Linked DNA regions of Ovis aries: region 1 is linked to region 2. Evidence: chromatin contacts called from public Hi-C data. All regions are on one chromosome and are shown on one strand. Each heading gives the region's core, a stretch centred on a gene start, on an enhancer-like site or on the middle of the called end of the contact. The rest is flanking DNA. Distances are from core to core; before and after follow the strand shown.

Evidence for each region. A called contact is a pair of places that touch in the nucleus more often than the background predicts.
Region 1: a contact with region 2 is called in a Hi-C map of hypothalamus, with 7 times the contacts expected there. The contact joins two enhancer-like sites. A contact is called at or near these places in 9 of 16 Hi-C or Micro-C datasets (blood, hypothalamus, liver and 5 more).

Annotation. Positions count from the first base shown.
Region 1 is chr4:32,179,096-32,182,521 of ARS-UI_Ramb_v3.0, forward strand. No RefSeq gene overlaps it. Among named protein-coding and RNA genes, the nearest start is that of RAPGEF5, 37 kb to the left of the region's middle. Within about 2 kb of position 1,541, at least 8 of the 54 cell types and tissues checked have an H3K27ac peak or open chromatin away from gene starts, as enhancers often do. A contact at or near this core is called in hypothalamus, where this site is marked.
Region 2 is chr4:31,824,878-31,828,219 of ARS-UI_Ramb_v3.0, forward strand. No RefSeq gene overlaps it. Among named protein-coding and RNA genes, the nearest start is that of CDCA7L, 170 kb to the left of the region's middle. Within about 2 kb of position 1,289, at least 23 of the 54 cell types and tissues checked have an H3K27ac peak or open chromatin away from gene starts, as enhancers often do. A contact at or near this core is called in hypothalamus, where this site is marked.

The sequences.
Region 1 (3,426 bases), core at 291-2,790, 350 kb after region 2:
TGATCCTCCTCACAGTAGACCTGTCCCGTACCCCATTCGGGAGCAAAGCACAATCTCCAGACCCAGTTTGTCCCTGCAGGATTCACATAACCCCAGTGCACCCAGAAAGTGGAGGACATATTGGAATGGAAGACATTTGAAGAGTTGCCTGGTCTGCGCATCTCCTATTGGAGGTGGCTGAGGGGCGGAGTTCCCACCTCCAGGCTCGGTACTCAGAGTCTCTTACCTTTAGATGGTAGCATCTAGAGAGGAGCGGAATAGAAGGGTGGGATTGGTGTCGGGGTGGGGATGACTTGGTGGGGCTGAATGGCAATGAGGATACTAAGGATAAGGCACAAGCCCTTGGCAATTTGTTCTGGCGCTTTCCGCTCATATTTAGAGCCCAGCAAACCAACTTTCAGGAAGGTTCTCCTTCCCCAGCAGCAGCTGCCGCCTTGTGGCCGTTTCTCGCAACAACCCCTCTCAACCACGGGCTTCTGGGAACGGAATACTCAGAAGCCTTAAGAGGTTCCAAACAATACCTGTCGTCAAGCATGGGACTTGAGCAGGATACCGAACACAAACCTGAAAGAGGACAGGCTTTCAGGAAGCGCTTTCAGCCTGGAAATTTTGTTCACCCTCAGTATAAAGAAAAATGTAAAACCACAAGGAAAAACGTCGGAGAGAGTGCAGGACATATTTCTCTTACGAATGCAAATGAGTGCTCCAAGGCGGCACCACCTGCTGCCAATCAAGACGACCATATTCAAACACTGCACACATTTCATGCTGAGGTTGGGGGAATAGGCAGAGGGAACGGTCCTGCACGCTCTTGGGTGCGCAACCGACGTCAACCACAGTGGGAACAGCGTGGGGGACCTAACACCCCCATGACCCGAGGCAGCATTTGATGCAGCACTCTCCCCACTGCATGCAGGCCGTGCATGAACTGTATGCATGAACTGCGGTGCAAGGATCCAGAAAGGCGGGCTATACCTCCACCTATACCTGAATCAAGGTGTACAACTGCAACAGACGCAACATTGTCCATCAACTACTCCAACGTGAAACAGACATTAATTTAACCACTGAAAAAAATAACTACTGTAGTCCCCTCAGGCCCCAGGAATCAGACTTGGGTCACATCGCTGGAGCCTGAGCAGGCTCGCCTCCTTTGGCTGGGTGTTCCTGGGGCTGAGGGAGCTGACAGCGATGTGCACCCATGATCCTCCTCACGGTAGACCTGTCCTGTACATCCTTAGGGAGAAAAGCACAATCTCCAGACCCAGTTTCACTCTCTACAGCTAAAACAACCCTAGTGCACCCAGAGGATGGGGGACCTTTGGGGCTGGAAGAGCTTCCAAAAGTCATATAGTTGCACGTCTGCCATTGATGGTGTTTCCAACTTCGGCCTCTGGCCTTAAGAGTCTCCTTACCTCTTGAAGACAGCATTTTCATCAGAACTCAAAAGAGGGGGTGTGCATTGGTCTAGGCATGGGGGTTGCTTGGTGGTGCTGAATGGTACTGGGTAAGAAGGGATGAGACATAACCCCTTGGGAGTTTCTTCTGGTCTTTCTGCTGATTTACATACCAGAAACAGGACTTTGACCAAGCCTCTGGTCCATACACATTACGGATAGCAGGAATGGGGAAGTGCTGCCACCTTGTGGCCATACCTCTCAATAACATCTTTCAAACTTGGTCCGATGGGAATTTAGGTATAATACTCACAAGGACTAAGCATTGTAACATTTGTCCTCAAGCAGTGACCTAGGCTGCAAATGGCGCCAGGTTTTACGAATCCAATTTCATCATGTGAAGTGTTCTCACATTCTTTTTAAAAGAAAAAAGAAATGTCACATGGAAGGATCCTGACTGCCTCTCCTTCCCTGAGAGATGCAAAGCAGTGCAACAAGGAGGAATCACTTGCAGCCAGTGAGGGCAGGCATCATCAACCAGTCTGCAAGAATGCATGCTGGGGAGATCATGGGGCAAGGGGAGCTCTCCTAGCCCACTTCTGTGATGGTAGCTGGAAGCAGCCACTGTGGAGGAAATCATGGAGGGTCCTTGAGGCCGGAGGATAGAGGTACCATATCGTCCAGCTACCCCACCCCTGGGTTTGTGCCAGGAAACAGTGATAACCTGACATTACTAGTTATTAGGTGTTTACTCTGCCAGACTCGTTGCTTAACATTTAATATGCATCATGCCACTGAAACCTCCACTAGCTCTGTGAGGGGTTGCTGTCAGGACCCCACCGTAAAGAAGCTAATGAGGTCATAGGTAGTAGCTGAACTTGCACTATAAGTTGACTCTTCCTAGCACTATGAAGGTGCAGGATGGTCAATAAATACTTTGGACAGGAATGATAACAGGGAACGGTTATGATTTGAATTGTGTCTTCCAAATTCATGTGTGAGTCCTAACCCCAGTAGCTGTGGACCTGACCTTAAATGAAAAAAGGGTCTTTGCAGATAATCATGTTTAACAGGTCATTAGGATTGGCCCTAATCCAACAGGGCTGGTGTCCTTGTAAGAATGGGAAATTTGGACAAAGAGAGCCATGCACATGGGAATGACGTCACGAGAAGATGAAGGTCAAGATCAGGGTGAAGCACCCACAAGCCGAGACATGCCAGAGACTGCCAGCAAACCGCTAGAAGCTCAGAGGGAGGCGTGAAGCAGGTTCCCTCGAGACCAACCTCGCCACCAACTCAGTCTCCAGCTTCTCTCCTCCAGAGCCTTGAGACCAGCGTTCGCTGTTCTAAACCATCCAGTCTGTGGGGCCTTGTGAAGGCAGCCTTGCAAAAGTGATGCAGGCAGTCATTTATATGAAGAGTCTGCTTCACTGTAGCCACAGCTGACTGGAAGCATTTGTGAGAACACCAAAAGACTCAAGAGGGCCCTAATCCCACTTTACCAGTCGTGTGGCTTTAAAGCTCAAAAATGCCAAGCAGCTTACTTACCCAGTTGCCTTGTCTAGAAAAAGGGACCACCAGTCACCTCCTTGGAGTTGACATGCGATCCTTGATGCGATCTTGCACATAACCGTGGCCTGCTAATTGGAAAGGGTGACAGTCATACGCAGTTATCACAAGAAGCGCCGCTTTTCCTTCATCTAACCCTGTCCAGCTCTGCTCAGGATCAGGCCACTTATGTGCCCCACAGCTGCCCTGTCCTGTAGCTGTGGAGGTTGACCTGCAAGGAACACAGCAATGACCCCATTCCTGATTGCTGTCAGTTGGGATTGCACAAAAGAAGGCACCAGCAGATGATCAGGTGGTGAGAGAACCGAGATGCTGAGGCTTTTAGCCCCCTGGCATCCTCCTTCCGGGTCATCAGGAGCTGACTGCGTCATCTGTGGGAAGCTTCAGTGACTGTCCGGCAACTGTCTATACAGCTGCCCTCTCAGGGTTCCTCTCAGAAATTCTGGCCTCCCCTAGTCCC
Region 2 (3,342 bases), core at 39-2,538:
CTGCAGCATCGCTGGGCCGTGAACTGTGCCCTTCATCTGCGCCTGGGACACCTACCTGAGGGCTAAACCTGGGCCGGCGGAGACAGCCAGTGGGGAGGAAATCCACGCAGGCCTGAGGGCCCCGGCCAGCCTCCCCCGCGGCGCTGAGGCTGGAGCGTCCCTTGGAGGGGCGGCGAGTAGCTGCCCTGCCAGCAGCGGCCTCACCCCGGGCAGGTGCGCGCGTGCAGGGCGGATCGTGCGTCTCGTTCACGTTCACGGCCGTAGCCCCGCGAGAGCACAGCACCGCCTAGTGCCGGAGTGCCCGCTGGGTAATGGGGATGGTAGAATGGAGAGTCCTCTGGCTTGCGGGCTTGCCTGAAAGGTTGAGCTTGGCTGAAGTGAAGCGAGGAGGAGGTAATGGCACCCCACTCCAGTACTCTTGCCTGGAGAATCCCATGGACGGAGGAGCCTGGTGGGCTGTGGTCCATGGGGTTGCTGAGAGTTGGACACGACTGAGCGACTTCACTTTCACTTTTCACGTTCATGCATTGGAGAAGGAAATGGCAACCCACTCCAGTGTTCTTGCCTTGAGAGTCCCAGGGATGGGGGAGCCTGGTGGGCTGCCGTCTATGGGGTCGCACAGAGTCGGACACGACTGAAGCGACTTAGCAGCAGCAGCAGTGAAGCGAACGTGTGTCTCTTGGGGAGTGTGGTGGGGTGGGGAGCAGTACCAGAGGACAGGCTGGAGAATCAAGCAGGGCTCAGATCAGGTGCTTTGTAGGTTTGGGACTTTTCACTTGATGGTCAACAGGAGGGAGTGTGGAGGAACTTGCCTGATCCATTCCAGCCTGGCTCTCACTCTCATCCCCTTGAAAGAAAGTTCGTTCAGTCAAGTCCAACACTTTGTGACCCCATGAACTGTATGTAGCCCACCAGGCTCCTCTGTCTGTGGAATTCCCCAGGCAAGAGTACTGGAGCGGGCAGTCATGCACTCCTCCAGAGGATGTTCTTGACCCAGGGATCAAACCTGGGTCTCCTGCATTGCAGGCAGATTCTGTATCAGCTGATCCACCAGGGAAGCCTCATCCCCTTCGGGGACAGCAGATGACAGACAGTGCCTGCCTGACCCTTTCAAGTGTCAATGTTCTCCAGCTTGGCTCCTTTCTCATTCCCTTGATTTGTTTTTTTTTTTTTTTTTAAAGACTCTGCATTGTGTTGCAAAAACAAAACAAGAACCCACTGGACCGTGGCCCAGTAAAGCAGAGCAGCCAAGCCTCTCACTCACAACAGTGCCTCATTGTGTCCTTTGATTTAACCAGGACCTCAAGAACAGGAATCTACAACTGCAACCTAAACGCTGAGCAGGATCAGCACATGCCCACCAGATGGCCTGAATGTCTCACATTTTAGTCCCCACAGCAGTGGAGGCCCTTAGTCCACAAACTGTCATTAAGTATCAAATGTGATTCCCAGGTGGCTCAGTAGTAAAGAATCCACCTGCCAAGCAGGAGGTGCAGGTTCGATTCCTGGGTTGGGAAGTTCTCCTGAAGGAACTGGCAACCCACTCCAGTATTCTTGCCTGGAGAATTCCACGGACAGAGGAGCCTGGCAGGCTTCAGTCCACGGTGTTGCAAAAGAGTTGGATACGACTGAGCGACTAACACTTTCACTTCTCATAAGAATGTGGGTCCTACTAGACGGCTTATACCATAAGGACTTCAAATTAACTTCATAACCTTCGTAAAGGCCCTGTCTCCCAATAAAGTCACATTCTGAGATCCTAGGGGTTAGGACCGTAACATATGAGTTTTGAGGGGGCCTAATTCAACTCATATAACAAAGGCCTGTCCTGGCACTTTGACCCTCTCCCTGGCACTCTCCAATCCCCTTCCCTGCTTTAGCGTTTTTTTCTTTAGGAACCTCGTATCATCTGATGTACTACTATATATTTTCATCTTATTTCTCATACCACTTTGTGAGGGAGAAGGCATATGAACTCCCATTTTCTGAGGTGCAGAAACAGCAGCTAAGATGGCGGTGGAAACTTTTGCTGGTTCTCCCAACTCTTCAATGCCTGAGTCTGATTCGACCTGGCAGTCTAGCCTGTGAGGTTGGTCCTTTTCCTCACCCTCGAGGCAGCCCACACAAGATGGGTGGTGAGGCCATGAAGGGTGGTTCCCCAGAGTCGTGGGTGGGACCTGCTCTAGGAACTGAGACAGTGATAAGGGGGTTCAGTGCAGGATGGGTCACCCAAGAGGATCTGGGAGTGGACGAGCCTTACTTGGGGGGAGTGGGGCTAGGTGCAGAAGGGTCCCGGCCACAGCATGTTGGGGTGGGGAGGAGAAGAGTCCAGCCAGACTTGCATGCTGGCTCCAGTCGGGTTCTGGGCAAGAAGGCAGAGTGAGGCCAGGTGGCAGCAGCCAGGAATATAATGACAGCTGAAAGGACAAGGTTCACCCTCACTGTGGACCCTCCTTACCCCTGGGGAGGCAGCAGCTGGCTCTGTGCTGGAAGCAGACCCTGCTGTGTTGATTCCAGGGCTTTATTCGTCTGTTTATTGCAGGCCTTCATGTCTGCTAGGACTGTACTGTGGAGTCAGCAGGGGCACCGGGTCGGGAAGGGTGAGGCGCCCTTCCGCTCTTGGCCCACTGCCATTCCCTCCCAGCTGAGGCCCAGCCCAGGTCAACGGGACACAAAGGACCATGAACAGTTCTTGTTTCCCACATCAGCCTAGTCACTTCCTGAAACAAAACAAAACCAATTATCTCTAGCAATTGCAGATCTGCACCAATTCTCTTCACAGCCAGGGGCTGAAAGTGATCTTAGAGATCTTCTCCCAGATCGCTCATCTGATGACTGAATTGCTGGCTGGTTTTAGGTCTGTTGGAACTTCTCTGGTAGGGAAGAGCTCATCTCTGATAGCGAAGGCAATTCGCTGCCCGCCTGGGCAAATCCTAGTAGAGCCCCCGCCCCCCTCCCTCCAACCCTAGTGAGCTCTGCACCCTCAGTGTGGCTTCAAGATTCCACACCTTTGAAAGGAGCAAGTCTCATATTACTTATTTAGCAAATGTCTGTTGCATATTATTTTCATCTGGCATTCTTATTAGTAAGAATCAATGAATCTCCCTATGTAGAATAGCAGTTTAAAGGGGGATACCAAATTATTTATCTTTCCAAAACCCCTAGATGGATAAGTAAGAGGCCAGAATGTGAAGAACTTGTATGCTATTGAGGTTTACTTCTATAGCTTGGGAGGTACTGCTGAAGGATTTTGAGCTAGGATCTATATTTTAGCAAAAAGAAAAAAAAAGAGAGAGAGAGAAGAGCAAAAAAAATCAGTTTTGAAAGGGAATATTTAGATGA